Linked DNA regions of Mus musculus: regions 2, 3, 4, 5, 6 and 7 are each linked to region 1. Evidence: chromatin contacts called from public Hi-C and HiChIP or PLAC-seq data. All regions are on one chromosome and are shown on one strand. The core of a region is the stretch at or near the end of the contact, and the rest is flanking DNA. Distances in the headings are between cores, read along the strand shown. Region 1 holds the start of Slc25a4 (solute carrier family 25 (mitochondrial carrier, adenine nucleotide translocator), member 4). Region 2 holds the start of Wwc2 (WW, C2 and coiled-coil domain containing 2). Region 3 holds the start of Cdkn2aip (CDKN2A interacting protein). Region 4 overlaps Gm31692 (a long non-coding RNA gene). Region 5 holds the start of Rwdd4a (RWD domain containing 4A). Region 6 has its middle 48 kb from the start of Gm39171. Region 7 holds the start of Stox2 (storkhead box 2).

Evidence for each region. Hi-C and Micro-C count contacts between places; a contact is called where the count stands out from the background. HiChIP or PLAC-seq counts read pairs in DNA pulled down with a chosen protein or histone mark.
Region 2: a contact with region 1 is called in an H3K27ac HiChIP or PLAC-seq map of extraembryonic endoderm stem cells, with 6 times the contacts expected there. The contact joins the promoter of Wwc2 here to the promoter of Slc25a4 in region 1. A contact is called at or near these places in 4 of 39 promoter capture datasets (hippocampal neurons, liver and pre-B cells), 1 of 484 Hi-C or Micro-C datasets (uterus) and 2 of 115 datasets of contacts at active chromatin or transcription factors (extraembryonic endoderm stem cells and pancreatic cancer cells).
Region 3: a contact with region 1 is called in a Hi-C map of CD8 T cells, with 6 times the contacts expected there. The contact joins the promoter of Cdkn2aip here to the promoter of Slc25a4 in region 1. A contact is called at or near these places in 1 of 484 Hi-C or Micro-C datasets (CD8 T cells), 4 of 115 datasets of contacts at active chromatin or transcription factors (astrocytes, embryonic forebrain, pancreatic cancer cells and 1 more) and 1 of 9 other capture datasets (adipose tissue).
Region 4: a contact with region 1 is called in an H3K4me3 HiChIP or PLAC-seq map of embryonic forebrain, with 7 times the contacts expected there. The contact joins the enhancer-like site here to the promoter of Slc25a4 in region 1. A contact is called at or near these places in 3 of 39 promoter capture datasets (hippocampal neurons, liver and pre-B cells), 1 of 484 Hi-C or Micro-C datasets (the G1E-ER4 cell line) and 1 of 115 datasets of contacts at active chromatin or transcription factors (embryonic forebrain).
Region 5: a Hi-C map of B cells shows a contact between it and region 1, with 9 read pairs. The contact joins the promoter of Rwdd4a here to the promoter of Slc25a4 in region 1. A contact is called at or near these places in 3 of 39 promoter capture datasets (the HPC-7 cell line, hippocampal neurons and pre-B cells), 2 of 484 Hi-C or Micro-C datasets (B cells and muscle stem cells), 2 of 115 datasets of contacts at active chromatin or transcription factors (astrocytes and double positive thymocytes) and 1 of 9 other capture datasets (adipose tissue).
Region 6: a contact with region 1 is called in an H3K4me3 HiChIP or PLAC-seq map of forebrain, with 9 times the contacts expected there. The contact joins the enhancer-like site here to the promoter of Slc25a4 in region 1. A contact is called at or near these places in 10 of 39 promoter capture datasets (the 3T3-L1 cell line, 3T3-L1-derived adipocytes, the HPC-7 cell line and 6 more), 1 of 15 datasets of contacts at CTCF or cohesin (large pre-B cells), 7 of 115 datasets of contacts at active chromatin or transcription factors (embryonic forebrain, embryonic limb bud, embryonic stem cells and 3 more) and 2 of 9 other capture datasets (adipose tissue and embryonic stem cells).
Region 7: an H3K27ac HiChIP or PLAC-seq map of cardiomyocytes shows a contact between it and region 1, with 5 times the contacts expected there. The contact joins the promoter of Stox2 here to the promoter of Slc25a4 in region 1. A contact is called at or near these places in 2 of 39 promoter capture datasets (liver and pre-B cells) and 3 of 115 datasets of contacts at active chromatin or transcription factors (cardiomyocytes, embryonic forebrain and large pre-B cells).

Annotation. Positions count from the first base shown.
Region 1 is chr8:46,209,297-46,212,813 of GRCm38.p6, reverse strand. It overlaps Slc25a4 (solute carrier family 25 (mitochondrial carrier, adenine nucleotide translocator), member 4), which reads left to right and starts at 1,752. Exons shown (of 4, transcript NM_007450.5): 1 at 1,752-2,002; 2 at 3,306-3,517. The coding sequence starts at 1,892.
Region 2 is chr8:47,988,625-47,992,141 of GRCm38.p6, reverse strand. It overlaps Wwc2 (WW, C2 and coiled-coil domain containing 2), which reads left to right and starts at 1,598. Exons shown (of 23, transcript NM_133791.5): 1 at 1,598-2,076. The coding sequence starts at 1,946.
Region 3 is chr8:47,712,345-47,715,861 of GRCm38.p6, reverse strand. It overlaps Cdkn2aip (CDKN2A interacting protein), which reads left to right and starts at 1,931. Exons shown (of 3, transcript NM_172407.3): 1 at 1,931-2,342; 2 at 2,844-2,974. The coding sequence starts at 2,092.
Region 4 is chr8:47,689,087-47,692,603 of GRCm38.p6, reverse strand. It overlaps Gm31692 (a long non-coding RNA gene), which reads left to right. Exons shown (of 6, transcript XR_003947547.1): 2 at 2,425-3,517. It overlaps Gm31638 (a long non-coding RNA gene), which reads right to left. Exons shown (of 3, transcript XR_378945.3): 2 at 1,771-1,864. Among named protein-coding and RNA genes, the nearest start is that of Gm31692, 4.6 kb to the left of the region's middle. Within about 2 kb of position 1,618, at least 73 of the 459 cell types and tissues checked have an H3K27ac peak or open chromatin away from gene starts, as enhancers often do. A contact at or near this core is called in the G1E-ER4 cell line, embryonic forebrain and liver, where this site is marked.
Region 5 is chr8:47,532,132-47,535,648 of GRCm38.p6, reverse strand. Rwdd4a (RWD domain containing 4A) reads right to left here and starts at 2,004. Exons shown (of 8, transcript NM_203507.3): 1 at 1,706-2,004. The coding sequence starts at 1,729. It overlaps Trappc11 (trafficking protein particle complex 11), which reads left to right and starts at 2,179. Exons shown (of 30, transcript NM_177240.3): 1 at 2,179-2,330.
Region 6 is chr8:47,369,974-47,373,490 of GRCm38.p6, reverse strand. It overlaps a transcript of Stox2 not described here. Among named protein-coding and RNA genes, the nearest start is that of Gm39171, 48 kb to the right of the region's middle. Within about 2 kb of position 1,665, at least 30 of the 459 cell types and tissues checked have an H3K27ac peak or open chromatin away from gene starts, as enhancers often do. A contact at or near this core is called in adipose tissue, forebrain and hippocampal neurons, where this site is marked.
Region 7 is chr8:47,287,857-47,291,373 of GRCm38.p6, reverse strand. It overlaps Stox2 (storkhead box 2), which reads left to right and starts at 1,972. Exons shown (of 4, transcript NM_001114311.1): 1 at 1,972-3,494. The coding sequence starts at 3,329.

The DNA of each region.
Region 1 (3,517 bases), core at 503-3,002:
ACTGAAAGGAAATGGCTTCATTTACTTCCCAATATTTATAGAGCCAAATGGAGTAGACACACAATTATAATTATGACTAATATAGAAATTTTATTGTCCATGGAAATTGCTGTGTGAAACTGTGATGGACAACCCTGAACTTAAAGGTCCTTGGAGGTGGCTCAAGGTGCTACTTGCGTTTCCTTTAGAGGCCACACTTCCTGGTACACAGTGATTGCTCAGTTGGTATCTGGTGAAGGAACACAGAGATGCCTTTTATGTTTGTCTATGCGTGTGTCTTCTTTGACCTCCAGCAACATGGTAACGGGTCCCAGCCTTGTTTCTCCCAACTGCAAATAAATACATCACCTATGTGCTCCTGGCATCCCGCCAGTGACCTCTGCTCTAGTAAGTCTTTAGGCTCTGAGCGACACACAGGTGCAGCTCAGTCAGCACCTAACATGAAATATGCATAGATCAGCAAACTTTTAAAAAGATGAACTGCCTTGACCGATGTCCAAACGAAGGTTAGCAAATGTGGGAAAAGAACAGAGTAAGGGGCTTGAAGTTAAACGAAGAAAAGAAAAGAACAACAAAAAAACCCTAATAGCACTCATTCTTGTGGAAGGGGCAGCAGTATGGAAAATATGCACAGTTATATTTGAACTGCCTTAAATGAGGTGAGGGTAACGAAATCTCACATCCATGTATTAAAAACAAAAAACAACAACAACAACAACAAAAAAAAACTGCAATCACTTTCCTGGGATTAGACAGTGCCTCGGCCCCCCTCCCCCAACCTCAAGCTGTCTGTTATAGAGTCAGACACAGCCAAGGAGTCGACCTTCCCAAAAGTCTGAGGACTCTGATCCTTAAGAAGCCGCCAGCCAACTGGAACCATCCTGCACGAAATACGGTTGAGATTCCATTAAGAGCTGAGCACGCATTCAAGCCCTTTAGAGGTCTGTCCACGAGAGAATCCCAAGAGCTGAGAGAGACTAGGAGCTAATAAAGGAGAGTCTTTTCCTTAGGAGTCCTCGGCCTGTGTGTCAGTGTGACAGGCCGAGTTAACAGAAAAGCCACACATCCACATTCACTGCCAAACTGAGAATCCACCTAGCGCCGCTGCATTCTGCTTTTTTTCTTTTTCCCTGATGGCGCAGAGTGCCCGGTGCATACATATTTTCTATTGACTGAATGGTTCAAGGATTGAATGGAGAGAAGTCGGAGACAGGAGCTTGCCCTCTACTATGAGGCAATAATGGCATTAAAAAGATGTTAGTATGTATTTGGGAGGAGTATGATTTATTTGCAGAAACGCAGAGTTCTGCAGAGGCCCGAATCCAGGCAGGGAGCTCTAGTTGGAAACGCCCTGACAACGGGAAGGGGTGGAAGCCTGAAACCTTCTTGGCCAAAAGCACCGTGGTGCAAGATCGAGGTCAAAAAGAGCTTCCCTTGAAGCATCAAGGGGCCCCCTCTCTGTCCCCAGGTCGTCCCCAGGCTAAACCCTCGTGAGCTATAAATACAACGGTCCACATGCAGCAGAGACACGGTGTTCCCTCGGCTCGCTGGGACAGATAGCATGAATTTGCCCTTTAAACGTCCCAAGCTGCAGGCACAGCCCCCAACCCACCCCTAGCTCCCGGAAGCGTCTTCGCCCCCAATGCCCTCTGCAAAGGAGGGGGATGGAGAGGGGCTGTCCAGGGACCAGCCCAGCCAATGCGCGCTGCGCGCTCGCCGGGGTCCCTCCTCCTCTCGCGAGACGCCGAGCCGGGGATATAAGGAGGGCTGCGGTCAGGCGGGCGGTCCCTTCGCGTCGTGCAGGGACGGATTCGGGGTGGCGGTGCCTGGCCGGGCGTAGGCAAGAGCAAACGAGCGGCTCCTTGCAGGCTGTGTGCGCCCGGCTTTCAGCATGGGGGATCAGGCTTTGAGCTTTCTTAAGGACTTCCTGGCAGGTGGCATCGCCGCCGCCGTCTCCAAGACGGCGGTCGCCCCGATCGAGAGGGTCAAACTGCTGCTGCAGGTCAGGACGGCTGGGGGCGCGAGCGGGGCGCGGCAGGGCGCTGGGGGGATGCGGGGCGGGGCGCGCGCGTCAGGGCGCAGGGATGCGGGCGGGGCGCGGGGATGCTGCGGCGCGGGCGCGCGCGACGCTGCGGAAAAATCTGTGCTAGGCCGCAAGCCCGGGGCCTAGGCGAAGGGGAAGGTGCCCTCTACGCAGATACAGGTCCAGCGTCAGTGGCAGATTCCTGGTGTCGGGTGGCGCCCGCGTTGGGGTGTCTATATATGGAAACCCACCCCGAAGCTGGTCTACCTCGAGCCAGATCCTGTGCCCGGTACAGCAAGCGACATTCCATCTAAGGCCTCTTAGGCGGGCCTCACCCTTTGGCCACATCCTCTGCACCTTCTTATCTGCATCCACCCTTGACAATTGAAGCATCAGATTAATCATTGACTGGGGTTCGCTCTATGTCGCGTGCGCTGCGCTATAACTTGACATTGATTTCATTCATCTTTCCTATAACCTCTGCAAGATAGGAATCGTCCTTGGCCCGTATTCACAGATGGAGACACTGAGGCAGAAATCCAGAAGTAATATTCAGGATAAATTCAGACCGCCTTGGCCATCTTGTCCCCATATAATTTTCTCCCCGGTCATTGAAGGGGCCTGCCATCATCATCTGATCCATCTCAAAGGCAAACGCTGTTCAATGGGGAAGAGCCGTTTGGGCATTTAAACATAACACAAAATGCTCCAACAGATTGGCCACGGCAGTAGTAACTCACTAATCACTTGAATTATCTGCTTGAAAATTTTCAGACACCTACTGTTAAGACAACCTTGTCTCGGGGGACATTCGAGTAAAGCAGGGACATTGTCATCTGCTCACCATGTTAAGAGCCCTTGAGGGAGGGATCTTTATTGCCATTCCCCATAAGCCTGCAGGGAATTTCGCTCAAATGTCCTTATAATGTCGAGAAATTGGACTGCTTTTTAGCTTAGTCAAGTAACTAACATTTATTGGTATGTTCTTGGTAACTGATTTCCTGATACATTAAAAAACAATTGGAATTCTCCCTTGTCACTTGAAAGTGAAAGATGGGCGAGGAACCCTGGGCATAGCAGTGCACATTTATAATCCCAGCATTTGGGAGGCAACACAGGATGATTTTTTAGTTCCAGGCTAGCCTGGGCTATATAGGATGACCCTATCCTTTCAAAACAAAAATAAGAAAAACTGAGGAAATACAAATCCTTTTTCCCCCTCTGTCTTCCCTTCTCTCTGCCTGTCCTCTGCCACCCCTTCCTCCCTCCCACCCCAAACTAGGTCCAGCATGCCAGCAAACAGATCAGTGCAGAGAAGCAGTACAAAGGCATCATTGATTGTGTCGTGAGAATCCCCAAGGAGCAGGGCTTTCTCTCTTTCTGGAGGGGTAACCTGGCCAACGTGATCCGGTACTTCCCCACTCAAGCCCTGAACTTCGCCTTCAAAGACAAGTACAAGCAGATCTTCCTGGGAGGCGTGGATCGCCATAAGCA
Region 2 (3,517 bases), core at 349-2,848, 1.8 Mb before region 1:
TGGTTGTCCGTCCCAGGTACACCTGGTTTTCCAGTTCCTGGGGATTTCAAGTGTCTGCAGCTGCATAAACTGTTTCATTGAGAATAAACCCCTTTCCTTTTTTTAAAACCCCCTTCAAGGCACGTGGAGTCCCCTTCTGGAAGCTTGATTCAGAGCTTGGTTCTTACTGTCTAGTTCTATTCACAACTTCAGCAAATGCCCAGGCACAGAAAATGTCCTGCCCAATGCTAGGTCCTGAAGTTATTACATTGGCAGGTCTGGTTAAGGGAATTCAGACCAAGAGGTGAAGGATTGAGCTCTGGGGCCTTTCTTCCTAAAATCTGCCATTTCAAAAGCATCTGCTTAGAGGCCTGGGAGAATATTGACAAGGTTGGCAATGCACAGCAGGCTGTAAAGGTTGAGGACGAAAGGCTATTTCTCAGACTGAGGACAAGGGACACTGCAAGCTTAGTGTCTTGACTCTGCCAAGGCTTTGTCGTCTTAGGAGTCTGACATCCGGCTCCTACCCAGGGCCGATCAGCACTTAATAGCTAAATAAATAAATGTTTGTGAGAGATCTACACCTCATACCAGATGGACCCTTGATCAAGCAAAGTGTGGCCACTGACTCCCGCCTTGGCCCCCTTCCGAGTGATTATTAACCCCTTCTGCCACCCCACCCCCCACCCCCGGTCCGGGACTGGGGTGGAGAACTTCCCGGGACAGAGAGTTGGAAGGAAGGGACTGGATAGTGGACGCAGCCATGTCCCTTGGATTTAAACCCAGAAGGGGACGCCAGATGCACAGGGCCCTGACCCCGCCAGTGCAGCCCCCTGACCCGGCGGGGCAGCACCGGTGATTCGGACCCCTAGGGCCCGCGCGGGGCTGACTGGCGGCGACAGTGGCGGGGTGGCCCTGTCGCTTCTAAGGATCAGGCCGGAGTTGCCCCGTGGGCCACTGGGGCGGACATGTCGCAGCTCTCATGGATAGGGACCCGCCTTTACTTTGCTCCCTTAGGCCCGCGAGGCCCTGGTGAGGTCACCGAGGGCCAGACTGAGCAGAAGGCTCGGGGGCGCCGCGGCCCCGGACACGCCCCGGACACACTCCCAGCGCTTTTTGCACACTTCCCCACCGCCGGGAACAGCCAAGGCACGGGGCGCGGCGTGGGGGGGGGGGGGTGGGGGGGGTGGGGGCGTTCTGTGCCCTTACTGTTTGTTGGGACTTCTTCCCAGGACAGCATTCCCCACCCTTTCCTCTCGAAAGTCTTGTGGTTTCCCTAGAAGACGGAAAGAGGTTGAGAAGGTTGCAGACTTTTTTTTCTTTGGCTTCTTTTTCCATCCAGAAAGCCCTCTAAATCCCCAAAGGGTCTGGCGGAGAGGGGACATCTCGGGCTGCAGAGGAGGGAGCGAGCTGTGCATTCCTCCGCCCTACCGCCTCCCACCTGGCCTCGTCGCTCCCCTCCCCCGCCCGGGCTCAGCCCCGCGTCCCGCCGCGGCCGCCCCGGCAGCTGCAGGGTTAAGCTCAGGAATGTGGCGGCGAGGAATGTGCATGCAGATGAGGCGGGCGCGGGGCGGGCCGGGGGCGGAGCGCATGCTAATCGCATGCAAATGAGCAGGCCAGTCGCCGCCGGGCCGTTGCTCCGCGGAGCTTCCCGGATCCGAGCCCAGACGGCGTCGGCCGGGGCAGCCTGGGCGCCGCGACCCTCGGCGGCCACAGGGGGACGGGGAGGAGGAGGAAGAGGCGGAGGCAGCGGCGGCAAGGAGGAGGAGGAGGGCTCGCTCGTCTGTTCCGACGCAGACATGGTGGACTGATCTCCGGCAGGGCTGAGAGCAGGGATCCCCGAGGCTTCCCCGCGCGTAGCTCGCCGTGCCCCTCGCCCCGCACGCCCCTCGCCGGCACCCGCGTTCCCGCCGCGCCCCGCGCCCGGTCCCTATGGAGGCGCCGCTCGCCGGCGAGGCCGCCGACCATGCCTAGGAGGGCCGGGAGCGGGCAGCTGCCGCTACCCCGGGGCTGGGAGGAGGCCAGGGACTACGACGGCAAGGTTTTCTACATCGACCACAACACCAGGAGGACCAGCTGGATCGACCCCCGGGACAGGTGGGTGGCCGGGCCCCGGCCGGGTGCGGGGACCCGCCTCGGGAAGTGCTGCGGTGGCTGTTGTCTGGGAGACCTGGAGGGCGCCGGGGGCGTGGGGCGTCGCCGGCCCTGCACCCCCCGAGGGGCTCCGGGGTAGGCGCGGGACGGTCGGCCTAGGCGCGGCTGTATCTGCCCGCCAGGCGCCCCTTCTTGGGCCCCATTGCCCACTGCCTTCCCCACACCCCTCGGGGACTTGTAGACACTCCCTGTCCCAAGGGAAGGGCCGGATTGGTGCCCTGGGTTGGCACCCTGAGTCCAGTTAGCCGGCTCAGGGTGTGTGTGTGTGGGTACTTGACCCCTCTCTAGACCTCCTGTGTGCTGTTTAAAGTTGGTCAGATGGAGGGAGAGGGCACCTTTCGACCTCTGAGGCACGCTGAGCTCGGGGCCTCCCGGAGGCCTAAGTGATGGTGAATTACTAGTCATCTGGGCCACCTGTGGCATCTCTCCTGCCTTACATACCTAGCTCCTGGGCACTGACTGCAAGCTTTTCCTAGGGCGCACCCCGAACCATGTCCTAGGGTCTGAACGTGGAGAGAGGGTCCCACTCCTGGCTCGACCTTCGTAGCTTTGCCCCTAAGATTAAAAAAACAAACCACTGTTTTGGAGTTTTGCTTCTAACCGTGGTTCCTCACCTGGAAACCTGGTCAGATTTTCCTTGTGAAGTGGCACGGAGACTGGAAGGGAACCTTGACCACAGCTGTGGGTAGCCCAGACTTGAAGCTTAGCCTAGTTTTTGCACAGCGATATAAGCATTTTGTTCTTACCTGGAGAGCTGAATGAAGCAAACAAGAGATCTAAGAAGTTCAGGAGCTGAACATTGGTGGACTGCTCACCAATGTTCTTTCTGTTTCTCACTCAACTCTCTCTTTGCTTTTAGAAGGAACACTTAGAATTAAAGTTGTTAGAGGGTGTGGACGGTCTCACACATCTGTCCAAACTCAGCACTTGTGAGGTGGAAGGAGAATCAGGAGTTCAAGGCTAGTTTGGGTTATTCGAAATCCTGTCTCAAAAAGAAAAAAAAAAAAAAAAAAAGGAATGTAGGGTGCATTTTTTTTTTTTTTTGTAAAATTTGAAATCTGTCCATTAAGGAGGTATTTTTGTTTTTTTATATTTTTCTAGACTGCCTCATACTGTATTGTAGCTCAGGCTAGCTGGCTTGGAACTCATTATGTAACACTGGCTGCTCCCAAACTCACAGCAATCCCCCTGCCTCAGCCTCTCCTCCGTGCAGGAATTACAGGTGCCAGCCACCACACCGGATGAGGAGTAGGGATTAGGGCCTCTGTGTAAATTCAAGTAGCATCTCTTCAGGGATGCCCCTGCCATTTGCAGTTTTAGCATTTCTAGAAAGTTCTATAGGCTTTTTATGCAATGTGATCTGAGGGGCTGTAGTCTTTTCTGG
Region 3 (3,517 bases), core at 682-3,181, 1.5 Mb before region 1:
GGTTAGCTGTAGCCAGGCTGTTCTTGTTCATTTTGTTACCCAGTCTGGCCTCAAACAAAGCTGGGCTGACTTGGTTATTTTAGAAGAGACTCTTGCTTCTCACTCTCTCAGTAGACCAGTGAGACAATGGACCCCGGAGAAATGAGAATTTCCCCAAAAGTCTTAGAAGTAAAAGGTTCCAGCCAACGGGGACTTTGTCTTCCTGAGAAAGATTTCACGTTCTAACCACTGTTAAGCCACCTTGTCCCAGCAGCCTCAGGCCGGGATACCAGTGGGCAAGCAGCTGGTTGATGGGTAAGCCACTGTTTGACGGCTCCTATCTTAAATGTCCATGTCCTTGGCCTTTTATTTAAACGTGAATCTCATTTCAGAGCTCCAAAAGACTCGTTTGAGATGGGATGGATGCCTGTGAGTCTCAGTCTCTGTGTCTCTGTCTCTCTGTCTGTCTGCCTCTCTCTCTCTGCTAGGAGAAGGGGGAGAGTTGAGAAAGGGGTTCTTTTGTGGAGTCCTGAAACTAGCTCTGTAGACCAGACTGGCCTCAACTCACAGAGATCCCCCTGCCTCTGCTCCAGAGTGCTGGAATTAAAGGGGTGCTTTGTCTCTCCTTGCCAGTGTGGCCTCTTTGAAAGCCTTTTCCTGCTTTCCACTACTAACGTGTCCCTTCTAATTGCCTTATTGGAGCTGAACAGTGTTGGGGCACAGGCCCATGGCTATCAAGTTTAGTAACCAAATGACTGAATTTTTGCGTGATTATTCTGATTTAAGCATTTTCACAACAAAACGCAAAAATCTATTGAGGGAAAATTCAATTACATAATTTATCACTATCTCATATTATTACATTGATCCTTTGATTTATTGACACATACCTAGACTTGGAAATGTTAATAAACACGCCAGAAAAAAAAATCCATGGGTTGGAGAGATGGCTCAGTAGTACGAGATCTTAGAGAAGACCTCCAGCACCCACAGGGCGCTGGGTTCAATTCCCAGCACCCACAGGGCGCTCAAAATCCTGGGTCAACTCAACTCCAGGAGAGCCATTGCTCTCTTGCCTCCAAGGGCACCAGGCCCACACATGTAGCACAGACACACATGCAAGCAAAAAATCGAACTCATAAAACAAAACAAAACAAATGCAGAAGCAGTTGCTCTTGAGGACTGAGGCCAGGACGAGATAAGCAGATACATTTCCATTTTGGTCCAACCGGGATTAACAGTTAAAACCAGTTGGCACGGGGTCATTTATAGTTCGGGGACCAAAAGCGTTAAGGGAGAGGAAGCGGGTTGAACCAGGAACTTAAGAAACCGCGGAAACCCAGCCAGATCGTGGGGCGCAAGCGCAAAGGCCTGGTTTCAAAGAGCCGGTTAGATCCAACTGGAGGAGCCGCTTGTGCTCGTCGTTAAGTTACAACCGTGCTCGGTACTTTTATTGTCCCCATCCCACAAGGCATCCGCAGGTCCCCAAACGCCCGGAGACCTTCCGAGCCTCGGGCCCAAGGGTTCAGCGGCTTTCGCGGCAGGGCGCAGGCGCGGAAGCCAGCTTTTGTTTATTTTGGCCGCGTGCGACCGCGAGCGTCCGAGGGCGGAACGCGCAGGAGGGGCGGGGCGGCAACTCGGACGCCTCCAGGTCTCCGCGCTCCGCCCGCTTTGTCCCACCGCCCCCCTCTCCCGGCCCCCCGGAGCGCGGCGTCACAAAGCGCCGGCGGAACGCCCCAGCGGCCGCCCCTAGGCGCCGAGGGCGGGGAGGGCCGCTGGCCGCTGAAGTCGCCTCGGCCCCGCCTCCGCCGGCGCGACCGCCGAGCGAGTCGCTGGCGACTGGGCGCTGCAAAGCATCCTGGGAGGACGCGCTCGCGCCGGAAGGTCGCGTGTGCGCGCGGCGGCAGCGGCGGCGGCGAGGTTATAAAAGGGAGCGAGGCGGTGGCCGGCGGAAGTGGGCGGTTCGTCGGCGCCTTGTTCTGTTGTTTGGGGTTTGGGCTCCTGGAGGGGCGTTCTCGGGAGGGCCGCCGGTGCAGGCCGCGCTGACACAGGGCCGCTTCGCCCCCGGGGCTCCGTGCGCTTGCGCTCTCCCCGTCCCGCAGGGTCCCCAACATGGCGCAGGAGGTGTCCGAGTACCTGAGCCAAAACCCGCGGGTAGCCGCCTGGGTGGAGACGCTGCGCTGCGAGGGCGAGACGGACAAACACTGGCGCCACCGCCGGGAGTTTCTGCTTCGCAATGCCGGGGACCTGGTCCCCGCCACCGACGAGACTGCGGACGCGGAGAGCGGAGCCCGCACTCGGCAGCTCCAGCAGCTGGTCTCCTTCTCCATGGCCTGGGCGAACCATGTCTTCCTAGGGTGCCGGTGAGTGGAGGGAGCGTCGCTCTCCAGCCAGCCTTCCGGGCTTTGCTCCACGCCCCCTGCCGCTGGCCGGGGAGCGCTTTCGCGGGGACCGGCGACGCTGGGGAGGGCCGCTTGGGAAGCGCGGGAATCGGTGTGACACTGTGGGTCCTCGGAGGGAGAGCAGGAAGGGCGTCCGGGGCTGTCCCCGACCTCACAGTTGCCGGGCGTCCGGGTGGTATGCGCCCGGCAGATGGAGTTGTTGGTGCTTAGCTGACAGTATCTGCCCGGGAGACCCCGAGTTTAAAGGTTCCCTGGCACAGACCCGCCTCCCGAGCCCTTAGGGCATTCGTCTGGGCCATCTTCGATTGTCGCGCGGTTCGTACACTTTGATCACGACCAGGAAATGCAGTCTGCGCACTCCTGCATTCCTCACGCTGCCAGTACTTTCGGAAAAAAAAAAATAAAGCATAACAACAACAAAAACAAACCACTTCTTGAGAGCGACTTTTGCTTCTTTTTCAGGTACCCTCAAAAAGTTATGGATAAAATTCTTAGTATGGCTGAAGGCATCAAAGTGACAGATGCTCCAATCCATACCACACGAGACGAACTGGTTGCCAAGGTGAAGAAAAGAGGGATATCAAGTAGCAATGGTTAGCAGATCATAGATGTGAACATACATAGGAGTTTAGAAAATATGCTTTATAAAATTAGGAATCGCTGTCATTACTAATTTTTTTTAACAATCCAGAATGTGTATGCTGTATTAATCTAGTTAAAATGTTAAAGCTACACTGTGTGTGTATGTGTGTCTGTCTGAGTCTGTCTGTCTGTTTTGGTGCTGAATTTGATTAACTTTTAGATTTTCAAGTCCAATGTCTGATGCTGTTAATTTAATATTAAAAACTAATCATATTAATTGATACTGTTTTAACATACTAATGAAGTTGTTCCATATTTTAAAAGAAACTACTGGTTCTGAAAAAAGAATTTTTTTGTGCTTTTGTTTGTCTTGTTTTGTTTTGTTTTGATAGGGTTTCTCTGTGTAGCCCAGCCTATCCTGGAACTTGCTCTATAGACCAGGCTGACCTCAACCTCAGGGGTCATGCCTGCCTCTGCTTCCTGAATGCTGGGATGAAAGGCACTTTGCTGCCACCCCACTCTCTGTGATTTTTAAATGAATGTTTTGTTGATTG
Region 4 (3,517 bases), core at 369-2,868, 1.5 Mb before region 1:
GTGCCTTCTCTTCCTTCCTTCAGAGCACACATCCTTGACACGTTCTTCATCCAGATTTATATGAATCTTTAGAGATTCATTTTCATCCTTTAGCTCTCGTGTTGAGAACTTTTATCTGCACAATTATACAACATATGACCTTTTGATGGAAATTCTGAATTCTTCAGTGACATTTTTGATGTGCCGACTAAATAAATGCACCATAAGTCAATGATGCCCTCTTTTACTCTTTTATTAGTTTTCGTTGTCTGTAAATTCTGACTACTTGATTGGTTTCTACAAGCCAAAAAAATATATAGTACTTTATAGTACAAGTGCTCTCGAAGTAGTACCCAGAGCGAGAATAAAAGTAAAGGTGTTAGTATCGTCAGTTCTCTGGTTCTCTTATCTGTATTATGTGTGGATGTGTGCGTGTGCGCGTGTGCGCATGAGAGCAGGGGCCCTCAGAGTCTACAGGCATCAGATCTCTCTGAAGCTGGAGTTACAGGTGCTTGTGGAGCTGCCCAACATGGGTGCTGGCAACTAAACTCAGGTCCTTTGGAAGAACTGTGGGCGTGTAGTCTAGGCTCCGCCCCACAGTTACCTGGCAACAGCTGCGTGTGCCTGGCTCATTATAAAAGGGGCTGCTCTTTCTTGCTCTGTCCTCTTGCTCCTGCTCGCCCCCCCCCCCCATTACCCTCTCCACTCTCTCCCCACGTGCTCATGGCCCGCCTCTACTCCTTTCTCTCTCTCTCTGCCTTTCTCTAACTCTACTTCCTCAACTCCCTTCCCCATTGCCCTGAATAAACTCTATTCTATACTATAACGCCCTTGTCGTGTGGCTAGTCCCTCACGGGGAAGGGATGGCTCAGCATGGGCCCGCAGAGGCACCCCACCGCACAGCCACCAAACACATTTCTTCTTGCCTTATCTTTTTATAAAACACAAGTACAATATATCCACTGTTATCTCTCCACATTATATCACGTGATATCTGTTGCTAAATCAGAACACAAGATGCAGTTTGCCTCAACAGTGTGTGTGTGTATGAATATGTGCGGTGTATGTGTATGTATGTGTGCTGTTGCACGTGTCTAGAGGACATTGGGTGGTCTGCTTTGCCACACTCCACCATATAGACCTCTGTGAGACAGGGTCTTTCACTGAGCCCGGAGCTAGGTGAGGCCAGCAAGACCGGCAGCCTCAGTTTTCCATCCGATAAAGTGTTGGTCAGGTCCAACATTTTAAGTGGATTTTGGGGCCTAGAACTGACACCCTCATCCTTGTGTGGCAAGTCTGTCTTTTTTTTTTTTTTTCTCGAGGCAGGGTTTCTCTATGTACCCCTGGCTGTCACTTGAATTCAGAGATCCCATTTGAATTCTACCCTCCCAAGCGCTGGGATTAAAGGCCTGCGCAGCGCCCCGTTAAGCCACCTAGTTATAAACTTTTCTCAGAGTTTAAATCTCATGGCGATGGAGTCAAAGCTAAAGGAAAAACTTCAAGAGTGTACGTCCTGTGCTTGAGGAAAACGAAGCTGGGTGTGGGTATTTATAAAACCACGCGAAGTAATAATGGGAAAGGAAGGGGACGGGAAGGTGCCGGACTGAAACCTGCTATTTCGTCACAGGACCGGGCAAGCGCCCAGCCTGTCCTTTGTTCCCTTTGTCAAAGTATCCCCTCTTGCCAGGAAGAGACCCAGTCTCGACCGAAGGTGGGGAAGGTGTTCCGACAAGCTAGCGTCCTGACTCTCACTTTTCCTGGGTTTCCTTTACTTAGCTTTCGGTAACTTACCGCAGCAGAAGTCCAGATGCAAATTTAGGGTTTCTCTTTTAAGTAGAACTGTGGCTTAGAACCGCAGGGGCCATTGTGCTGACTGTCAGTGCCACTGCAGAAAAATAGGAAATCCCACAGTGAGAAAACAAAAGGCGCTAAGGGAAGCAATCGGTTTTGGTGCAAACTGGAATGCAGAAGAGAAGAGCCCACCGGCGATTAGAGCGCCTACCTAGTTGTCTTCTCCCAAGGGTCGTCTACTAAGGAAATATTTTTTAAAACTAGAGAAAAATTGATAAGCATGAGATGGCCATTTAACCCTTATATTTAAGAAAAAGTCTAAAACCAATCCGAATAACCAAGGACAGGACTGTTTTCAAATGATGGAATTTTATTTACCCATCATTTAAATGCAAATTAATATATACGTTGTAAATTTAATTATAAAAAGATACACAGTAGAAAAAGTGTTGGGCAGAAATATGACAGTAGTATAAGTACTTTATTTGTTTTGACATATGTTCTCAAGTAATCCAGGTTGGCCTCAAACTTATTTCTGTTTATGTAAAACAACGTCTACCCCCAATCAATGCTATTTGTAATATCAAAATAGTTTTCACTTACACCAAGATAGTTGACCTTTCAAGAGGTTTTTTAGATTTCTTTTTCTTTCAGGTATTCATACTGCAGATGGTTGTGCGCCACCTTGTGGGTACTGGGAATCAAACAGAGGCCCCTCTGCGAGAGTCATAAGTGCCCTTAACCGCTGAGTCATCTTTCTAGCACAGGAAAATAGACTTTTATTAGGAAGTGAAGACCCGCCTTCAGTGTTCAGTCGATGTCTGACTACAGCACCAGATCCCAGCGTTTTGGAGATGCCAGTACCATGGGATGACCACCGAGAACAGCAGCAGCAGTGGAGGGGAGCTATCCAAAGCCTAGGAGACGGGCTGCGTGAGCTGCAGAGGGTGGATCCAGAGAAGTGGCCCAAGCCCTGGAGGAGCCCAGAAGATCTTGAGTGACTCCCAGACACTGGACACTGCAGTTACACAGTTGAAGTTTGGTTTTGCTCCGTTCAAATTGTGACTGTGCCCTGTCCCTTCCTGCTAAGTTTCAAATCAGGGCCAAGGCTGAGGCGCCTATTTAACATATCAAAGCATATCTGGCCTCCAGGTCCTTTCAGCATCCTTCAGTCCCTACTGGGTACGGATGTGGATGCCATGCCATGCTAGTTTGATACTGGCTAGTTTGATATCAACTTGACACAAGCTAGAGTCGTCAGTTAGGAGGGAGCCTCTGTTGAGAAAATGCCTTCAAAAGATCAGTCTGGAGGGCATTGTCTTATTTAGTGATTGATGGGGGAGGGCCCAGCCCATTGTGGATGGTGTTATCCCTGGGCTGATGGTCCTAAGTCCTATTAGAAAGCTGTCTGGGAAGGAAGCCAGCACCCCTCCACGGCCTCTGCATCAGCTCCAGCCCTGCCCTCCAGGTTCCTGCCCTGTGGGAGTTACTGGCCTGACTTTCTTCAGTGATTGACTACCGATGTGCAGGTGTAAGCCAAATACACCCTTTCCTCCCCAACTAGTTTTTAGTCACGGTGTTTCATTGCAGCAACTGAAATCCTAAGGCACAGGGTCTCCCTATGTTGTCTTGGCTGGCCTACAGTTTTCTGTACAGACCAAGCTGCGCTTGAACTCCCAGAGGTCCACCTGAATCTGCCCAGAGTGCTGGGATGAGAGGCGTGCACCACCATTCACTTTTCTATGTC
Region 5 (3,517 bases), core at 755-3,254, 1.3 Mb before region 1:
AATCAAAGATTCCTGGACTCTACCACAGAAATTCTGACTCGTTAGGTCTGAGGTGGAGTCAGCAACCAGTGGTGATGGTGGCCCGGCAGTCAAATCCATTAAGTGTTACATTGTGCTTTGCTCGGAGAAAGAACTATTTTCAAACTGACACAGAATAATTTTATTGGTTGGGGCTGGAGAGATGGCTCAGGGGTTAAGAACGGAGAGACCTGGTTCAATTTCTAGCACTTATATGGTGGTTCCCAGCTGTCTAGAACACCAGTTCGGGTATCCAACATCCTCTTCCAGCCTCTTTGGGTACCAGACACCCGAGTGGTACACATACATATATGTAGGCAAAACACTCATATATGTTAAAAAAAAAAACTATTTTAAAAATTGTATTTATTTATGGGATACAATGCAGTTCTTTGGTAAGTGTCCCTGTTACAACTATCACCCCAAGTTTTCAACCACTTATTTGTCAATGAATCATTCGAAGCTCTTCTAGCTATTATGAAATGCACAGGGTACTGTAAAACGAGTCATTCACTGTGTAAAATGACATTAGACTTTCCTCTTCTCCATTTATGTCTGTAACCACTCACTAGTAGTCTCTAACCCTTCCTCTCTAGTCTCCCTCACCTGGATTTATTAATGCTTTGGATTCATTGAACTGGTAAGAATATTTTAGCAGGATATTCAGATACCAATTACCTTGTGAATGTGGGGTTCCTGTATGGAGTATTTGTAGTCTAGATTCTATTAACACCCACATTGTCAAATGTTAATTTTTAAGCAACATATTCAAAACAAACAACAAATTACTATGTATCTACTACTACACAAGGAGTCTACTGCTACATAAGATTTGTCTTCTTTGTTTGAGAAGGCATTTTTGGAACACCAGGCTAGTCTCAAACTCTGACATCAGCCTGCCTCTGCCACCCTAACACTGGGATTAAAGGCGTACACCACTACCGCCAGGTGGGATTTATCTTCTAATCCTTACTCTACCACGTTCACCAAGCTAGGGTGCTCTTTTTCCTTTTTCATCTGGACACATTACAGAGTTGGAAAGTTCAATGACAGGTGATTTATAGGACCTATTCCTTCCGACTTTGATATTTTGCAAAGCAAACAAACCACCACCACCAATAACAACAACAACAAAAACCAAAACACAAACTACAAAATTCTGATTGACATGAGGATGCTCAAAAATATTGTATATCCCTCAACAACAGACTGAGGAGTGACTTCACTGAGCATTATGGACAGAAACCGAAACACCAGGGTCATTCATTTTTCTGTAGAGATTTTACTTACTCGATCGACCCTTTCCACGAGACCACAAGTTTTCAAATTTAAAGGCGTTCAGATTTGAAGACAGAATAACTCGACACACAAGCGCTAAGCCACACAAGGGATTTAAGGACGGCCAAGTGCTCTAGGGTCGTGGACCAAGGACACTCATCTTACCAAGGAAATCTAGGAAGACCTAAATACAAAAATGACAAATGAGGGAAGCGGGAGGCTGAGTCTCACGTAACCCATTCGTGCTTGCTGGCCATAAGGTTGCCCAGTGCTATCTGGCAGGGGAACCACCAACGTGGGACATCCGGACAGGCGAAGAAGGTTCTCAGAGCAAAGGACACGTGCGAAGTCTGGGTGCTCCACGTCGTGACCTGCGCCGGGACAGGGGTGTCTAGTCCTGGGTTCTCACCTCTTGGTCCTCGTTGGCACCCATCGTGCCGGGCGCACGGCGTTCGCTACCGCGATGAACGGGCGGGCAGCGGGCGGGAGGCCGGGGCACCCCGTTTCCGCGCCTCGGTCTAGAGAAATCCTCCTCGCAGCCGTGGGTACGACCTCGTGCGCTCCAGATCCTCGGCAGCACCAAGCCACCGGCAGTCGATTGTGGGCCGGGAACCCAGGATCGCGTTATGTGTGATCGGGAACCGGGATCACGTTAAGGGACACCTAGACCTCTGACCAGTTACTGATGGGCGGTACCGAGGAAGCCCCGCCCCTTCTCACGATCGCGTCTCCTATTGGCTCCTTCTCTTTCCGCCCCCAACTCTTTCTCCTCTAGGAAATGGAACACCTTCCTAACAAGGAAACCCGTTCTATTCCAGGACTGGTGTGGAGTGCTGTCACTCAAGCCCAGGAAGTGCTTCCTGTGCCAGCGGAGGCGGGGAAAAGGAAGTGTCGCCTTCTGTCGCCCGGTCTGCGGCTGGGGCTGTTGCTTGTCGGTGGCCGCATTCCTAGACGCCCCTGCCTGGCTCTCTTGCCTCTTTCGGGGCTGACGGCGACTCGCCGCAGCTGCAGCGGGTCCAGGGCGTGCGGCCAGGGTGAGTTGGGCCCAGAGACCTTCCAGGCCAGGCTATCCCGGCTGGCTTGGTGGCCTGCGTTTCCCCTTGGCGTCCACCGATGCAATCTTGGCGTTTCTCCTTCCCCTGCAAAGAATTATTGCCAGAGAGGTGGGAGTGGTGGAGGAAAATAATGTCAGTTTCTAGGACTTTGAGGTTATTCTCCTTGCCCAGTGGCAGCTACTAGAGCCTAATGCTGAGATCCTAGGGACAGCCCTTTGGTTCTTCATTTGAGCGTTTTGCAATCGGATGTCTCTGAATCCTTGCTTGTTAGCCGGTGACTTGCATCCCAAACCACCTGTTTATTGATAGCCGTCTTCTTTAGTAGATACTCTGATTGGGTTAGCTTGTTTCTCTTCTATGATAGATTGCACTGACGAGGTGATCTGGTGCTGAGGACTTAACTTTGTACTTCTCCATGTTCCCTCTCTGTCAATGGTTTGCTTGGTTTCTCCATTATTTTCCGGGAAATCAGGAAGCGATTTCTTTCCTGTGTGTCACTGAAATCTATTCAGTCAACACTTGTCCTGTTCCGTTCCTTTTTAAATTTTCCTACAGCATAGTCAGGACCATTGCAAGTGTCCAAGCTTGTAAGGTAGAATAAAGCCGGGATTGCTGGTGTAGTTTTCATGACGTTGTTGGAAAAGATTTACACTGTCAGCTGTGAGAGCCAGTAACTAAGGGAAGGCTAGAGAGCACTTGAAATCTGCTAGTTTAACGGAGGGTGTGCAGTTCCTATAAAATACGCACAGGCTTGAAGACAATGCACAAATAGGTTTTTACAAGTTCATCGATAACTTATAATGATGTTTGGAAAATATTGTTGGCTAAAATAGAATATATCTAAAATCCCACATCTTTCTTTTTCTTTTGGGGGGGAGTTGGGAGGCTGTCTTTGATATCTCCATAGCCCTGGCTGGCCTGAAACTGCCCCCTGCCTCTGCCTCTCCAATGATGGGTTTTCAGGAGTGCTTTCTGAGCCAACTTCTCTTTTCCCTTCTAACATAACTGCTGGAAATTTTGACTTTTTTTTTCTTTGATTCATGCTGTATACCTCTCAGGTGGTGCTAATTTTAAAACTTTGCAAGTTTATTCTACTTCCCCTTATAGCCGGTCAATATTCAAGGGCCACAGCTATTTCTTTGGAGCCTCTAAGATCAAGGGAAAAG
Region 6 (3,517 bases), core at 416-2,915, 1.2 Mb before region 1:
CATAGGTACCAGGTACATATCTAGAGTACATACATGCATATGGTGTACAAACATGCAGGCAAACCACTCATATACATAAAAATAAATCTTAAAAATAATAATTTTAGGATAAGTTCATGTTGTAGCAGATTCAAAGTTTCATTCATTCATTTGGTGGCTGAATAATATACTTCATTACATGATTACAATATACTTATGAATTTGTTGCTAATATTTACCTGGTTTAATTTTACCTGTGGCTATTGTAACTAGTGCTGTCATAAAATTAAGATATAGGGGCTGGAGAGATGGCTCAGCGGTTAAGAGCACTGACTGCTCTTCCAAAGGTCCTGAGTTCAATTCCCGGCAACCACATGATGGCTCACAACCATCCATAATGAGATCTGGCGCCCTCTTCTGGAGTGCCTGAAGATAGCTACAGTGTACTTACATATAATAAATAAATAAATAAATCCTTTAAAAAAGTAAAATACAAATACCTGTTTGATGTTTTAACTGATTGAGACAGGGTAGTAGTTACTGTGTAGCCTTGGCTAGCCTGGAACTCCCCATGCAGACTAGGCTGGCCTTGAATTCACAGAGATCTAGGGCTAAAGGCTTGTTGAGCCATCACACCTGTCAATATCTTCATTAAAACTTTTACTTTACATTATGAGATTAAATTAAATTTTGATCCTGCAGATCATACAAAATTAAAAGTAAAATAGAAAATCACTTTTCACATTTAGGTAAAACTTTTACATGAGTAAAACTACATACTAAATTTTGGGTCATTTTTATTTTAATATGATTTTTATGGTCATTGTAGTTATTAAAATGTTTTCAGCTGGGCGTGGTGACGCACGCCTTTAATCCCAGAACTCGGGAGGCAGAGGCAGGCGGATTTCTGAGTTTGAAGCCAGCCTGGTCTACAAAGTGAGTTCCAGGACAGCCAGAGGTATACAGAGAAACCCTGTCTCGAAAAAAAACTAAAAAAGAAAAAAAAATGTTTTCCGATGGCCCGGAATGATACATTTGTGTATGATAATTTGTTACATTTGTGTATAATTTGTTACATTTATGTATGGTAATTTGATTTATTACTCCCTTTTCCCTGTTACGGTTCTCCAAAGACATAGGATGTAGACTCAGTGCTATGCACCCTGTCTCCTACCCCCAAGAACATCCCCTCTACACATATTTCTCCTCCCCGGACACACAGGCACATACAGAGCGGGCCAAACTGGACAGGAAGACAAGCTGGAGATCGGGGCTGGAGATTCTGAAAGGTGCCTGCTGCCTGAGTTCCCATGGCCATCTATCCAAATCAGAGAGAGTAATCTGCTTTTCCCAGAGTCAACTGAGTGTTATTCTCATCTAAAACATACACAGTGGCATCTAGATGGATATTTGACCAGATGCCTGGTTACCATGGTTAGACAAATTGACTGAAAGGTTGTACCTACCGTTCTCCCAGGTTAAAAAGAAAAGAAAGAAAAGAAAAGAAAAGAGGAAAGGAAAGGAAAAAGGAAAGGAAAGGAAAGGAAAGGAAAGGAAAGGAAAGGAAAGGAAAGGAAAGGAAAGGAAAGGAAAGGAAAGGAAAGGAAAGGAAAGGAAAGGAGGAAAGAAAAGAAAGCACAACCTACACATGTCATAGCTCCTATAAGCCACTAGAGGGCACCATGACCATAGGAAATGGAAGGCATAGTGCCCACACTTTCTTTTAAGATAATCAAAGCCAGGGTAGAAACTCTGAGGGAAGCTTTCAAGTCTCTAATTTTTGTAGCTGGGAAAGTTGTGACCTTATGAAAGGCTACACTATGGGCTATGGAGGAAAACTGAAGTTCGGAGTTAGAACCATGACCTTTCACCTTGGCTTCTCGTGATTTCCACATAACGGCACACACTTTTGTTAGTGATCTCATGGCAATCATTTGCAATGCTGGGATTGTTTTGTTTGTTATAAGCTACATCTGAGAAAGAGGCCTCATCTTGTAAGAACAATGTAGGTGCAGAGTCTACAGAAGGAGTTACGGCAGGGCGGCTGCTCAGAGTTCCCACCCTTTGTTGGTATTGTGTCCAGAATAGTTTGGCTGAACACACAACACACTAAGGGTTTTCTTTGTTGGTTTCTTTTGTAAAACACTGGCTTCAAGTGACACCAGAGAGGCTTGCTGTGCACACAGTCTGGGTGCAAACATCTTTTCTTGGTGTGTGTGTGTGTGAGAGAGAGAGAGAACATATGTATGTGTGTTAGTTGCCAGGCAGTGTGTGTGGGGGTGTATTGAGTGAAAAGTGATGTCCCATGCAATAACATATATAATTTTTCTTTCATTTAAGAGTCAAGTCTAAATTTGAGAGCTCTAGCTCGTTAGTTCCAACAGGTGGATGAAGGGCTAATTTCTTTTGAGCATGCATGCATAATTTAAAATAAAAATTCTATATAACTTGGGAAAATACCATGTTTTGCCTTAAGTATCCGTCCTTTCTGGTTTTGTGGCAGCCCAGCCCCGTCTCCCTGTCCTAGACACCTTTCTCCAGGCTCTTTTCCTCTTCTTCGAGCTGCTGTCGCAGCCTTAGTCTCCCCACTAGGGGGCGAGCGAAGAAAGGCAGAACCAGGTCACAGGCCCGTTTGCTGCTCCAGGAAGAGCAAGCAGAGACTTACATAAGCGGGGTATTTGGGGCACTGTGTGGGGTGGCCATGTCCTGTACGTTGACTCTATAAAACTGTCAGGGATCCTCTCAGCTCAAAGGCTCCCACTGAAAATGATTAAAACACAAGATGCAACGGCAATGGGAATTTTAGTAGGATAAGCTTACCTCAGGGGCCAGATAACTCTCCTCGGTGCGATGAGTTTGCTATGGTTTGTCTGACTACAAGTACATGCTCAGGAACGTGGTTACTCAGTTCTGAGAGACCTCACAGCTGTGGATCCGTGAGTGTTTTCATCATCTTGGTATTGAGTGTCCTCTACCGCAAGTGCTAGGGACCAGAAATGGTTTTAGTTTTGGATGTCTTTGGACTTTGGTATATTTTAATAAACATAATGAGATATCTTGAGGACTGGACCCAAGTCTAAACAGGAAATTCACCTATGTTTCCTGTACTTGTATGTGTAGCCCGGAGATGATCTTAGATGGAATCTTTAGCGTGCTCTGTTTGGACGTTGATGCTTCAAGCTTCTCATGAGTCAGGTGTGGAGTCTTGGATGGGTGGCTTCTTTTCACCGTTCGAAAAGTTTTGCAATTTGGAACATTTCGGGTTTTATATTTTCGGACCTGAAATATTCAACTTGTGTAACAAGATGATCAGAACTATCTGTGGTCTGCCGGCCGCTCCTGCCTCGCCTCTCACATCCAGTCTACTTCTGCTTTTAAAACGAAGCTCATTTGGTTGCCAGGTCGCTCAGAGTCATCGACCACTGAGAATGACGGTTCTGAGTCCACTCGACATTCAGAAAAGGAGGCCGGGAAAACAACATCTTGGAGGCATTTGGGAATACATCCCAGGTGACTGGGGCAACTGGACTGTCCCAAG
Region 7 (3,517 bases), core at 723-3,222, 1.1 Mb before region 1:
TCTCAGATTGAATATTGGGGTTCCCAACAATGGGCTGACTTGGTAAATAGATAGTTCATGACTAGGATACGCTATGGCTCTAGGAGGACTTGGCGGCTAGGCGCTGTGGCTGGGGAATCCCGGGGTCCCATGAACAAAGCAGTCTTTCCCATAGCACAGATGAATGGACATGATGAACCCGACTTTCCCAGTGGCTGCACTCATCCGTTCTCTTGGGATGACCATTGCGCATTGTTAGCTGACGTGGGTGAGTCAGTTACTGACAGTGGTGGGGGTGGGTGGGTGGCAGCGGCTACCATACCTGCTTCATGCATCATCTGGGTTCTGAGAACCCTGGCATGTTTGCTGCCTGCTTCTTAGGTGCCTGGTGTGGCTGCTTGGCCAGTGGATGCTCTCAGTTCCCTGCAAGGTCTGTTGTCACAAGCGACTGAGACCAGATGTAGCTCTCCTCTTCAAATGTATACCAGCCCCACTCATCCTTTCACAGTGTGAACATGATCATTTTTTAAAAACATATTACATGTAATTACCAACTAGCCCCTGCCTTATATTATACCCTCTAAACTCCTTCTATATAGAAATTATAAAATTATGGCTGTATTTTTGCTTTGAGTTCTTCTGTGGCCCCCAGTCCATCAAGAGTAGGAAATAAAACTTTGAACATGGCTAGCAAGTCCCTGCATGATCTACGCTCCCTCTCTCTGACCTCACCGCCCACGGCTTTCCTGTTCAGCTCTGACTCCAGCCATACTGGCCTTCTTGCATTTCTTCCAACAGAAACCAAGACTGGTTTAGACTTCAGGACCGTCGCACTTGTTCCCATGGCCCTGGACACCAATCCCTTCACTCTTTGAGGGGCTCTTCATGCTCTAGGCCCCAGCTACTGGCATGCCTCACAGAGGTTAATGCATCTTTATAAAATGTGGCACAACTTTTGGCTTTAACTCAGCTTCCTGCATTTCTTTTCTGCTGGACCATTCATTGCATGGGACCATATTTGGTATGTTGCCTATTTAATCTGCTCAGTGAATGAATACCAAAGTTGTCACATGATCACAATCCCTCTTAAGTCATAATTACTGCAAAAATTTGTGTGACCATTTTGGTGTCTTGAGAACTGATGTTTTGTTGATTTGAGATACCTGAATGTCAGTAACGCCCATTCGTGAAAACATTAACAAAAAATTCACCTCTATGGCCCTTTACACATTGATCTTCTAAACCAGTCGTCTTTCTGTTCCTTGCCATTTTAGCAAAGGGTACCTTTTAAAGGCTTGTCTTGAATCTAAAAGGAGGTCGCTAAACATTTAGCTAATAGGTTTGTAGTTAGTAATTAATATTGCTTGATGTAGTTATAGGTTTTATATGCGACTTGTGGCTTTTTATCCCCACCCCCTTGGTATCCACAGAGAGGTTGTTCTGGCTATGTATTACCAAGCCACATACTGGAGATGGATGATGGCCTCCCTTCTAGATCTCATTGCCTTTCTGCCTCCTGGATGTCTTGCCAGAGCTTCCTGAATCTTAACCCTTTAGGGCCCTCCGACTGCTGAATACACGTTTCCATGAAGGCTTCCTATTGCTGGCTCTGCATCTTGTCACCCATCAGCGTGGAATGCCACCTTTAAAAATGATTGGGAACGTCTCGTTGTCACAGATGCATTAAAGAAAAGGAAAAAAAAAAAAAAGAAAGAAAGAAAGAAAAAAAAAAAAAAAAACCACCCAGCTCAAACGGGAAATGACAGATCACCTCCAGAGGCAATCAAGTTTATTCTCCTTGTTTAGAGCTCAAAACGCATTTTTGGCAACCCAAATGGGGAGGTGAGAGTGGTGGATAAGAATGGGAGTGGCGGCGCGTGGCGGGGCTGGCGGCCAGGCCGGGCGCCTTTAACTCGGCGTGACCTCGCGTCTGGCCCGCGCCCCCTCCTCCGCGCGCACCGCTGTCCTGCAGCGATTGGTGCTTGGACCATAAGCAGCTGTGCAGGGCCCGGCGGTGCAGAGGCCCCGGGCCCGCCAGCGCAACCAGGCCATTGGGGAGTGACTTCCACTCAGGATCGCAGAGGGCGCAGGCCGTTGGCGCGTGGCAGTCGGCGTGGGCCTGGCGTCCCCGCGCGTTCGCGGCGCCCCGCGTCTCCGGCTGGGCGCAGGTGGACCAGGCCGGGCGCCGCAGATCAGCGCGTTCCCACGAAGGCTAGCCCTCGGAGCGAGGGGGAGGGACCATCGGAAAGACGTGGAACGATCCGCGCGGTGTCATCCGCAGGGCCCAGGCCCCGCGCCGCCGCCGCCGCCGCCGCCGTCGCCGTCGCCGCTGGGGCTTTGCTGCGGGGATCTACGCCGAGCCTCCGCGCTGCCCCGAGATTAGCATGACACTGGGTAGCCGTCCCGCTTTCGGCGGTGCCAGAGCGCAACGCGCTAGTCCCCGAGCCGCGATGGCCTCGCGCGGGGGCCGATCGCCGGGCTCCGCAGCCACCGCGGCCCGTGAGTAAGAGTATGCCTGCGGCGGGGGACCCACGCGTGTCGGCACGCGCCCCCACCCTCCCGCGCCCCCGCCAGCCTCGGAAGGAGGAAGCCTGACGGCGCGCCGCGGTCGCCAGCACCCAACGGGGCTCTTCCTGCGTTGTCGCAGCGGCGGTCCCGGTGCTCCCGTGCGCCCCCCGTTCGAGCCTCTGGAATGAAGACTGCCTCCCGAGGACTGCGAGAGAGAAGCAGAGACAGCGGGCGCCGGGGACTGCGGCCCTCGCGGCTGGGAGGTCCAGGGGGACGCGACTCGGACGCTGTCATCCCCACGCCTCGCGCTGAAGCCTCCTAGTGCGGTTGGGGCTGCCGCCCACCGGTCAAGCTGCCGGGGCGTGCGATCCCGGGTCGGCCCCCGGAGGCCTCGGCTTCCTCATTTGTTTGGGTCTTTTGTGCTGTGGCGCACAGTTGGCTAAGCACTCCTGCGCTGAATCGGGCCATTGTCTGCGCTCCCATTGCTTCCACGCTGCAAGTCTCGGCGCCCCCACCCGGGCCGCCCCCTCCCGGCCGCCGAGCCTCCCAACGTGCCTTCCCCCTCAGGAATCTGGAAGCTGGAAGCCCGGCGGATTGCAAATGAAGTGGAATGCATTGTGGGACGAGTGTAAAATCCGAGCCTTCTCCGTGGGGGTGTGGGGGGGCGTGGGGAGGGCCGGACCTGCCGCCGGCGGTGTAGACACCGACGAGAAGAGGGGCTGGGGGAAAAAATGTGCGCAGAGTCCTCCCGGGTCGTGGCCTCGGTAGACGGATGAAGCAGCGCGCTGCGCCCTGGCGCTGAGGCCCTACTATCGGGGCACCAGGGTCGCCCTTTCCCACCATGAAGAAGACCCGGAGCACAACCTTGCGGCGAGCCTGGCCTAGCTCGGATTTCTCGGACCGGGCCTCGGACCGCATGAGGTCCCGCAGCGAGAAGGACTACCGCCTGCACAAGCGCTTCCCCGCGGCCTTCGCGCCCCAGGCTTCTAGGGGCTACATGACATCAGGTTGGTAAAGCACGGTTCAGCCG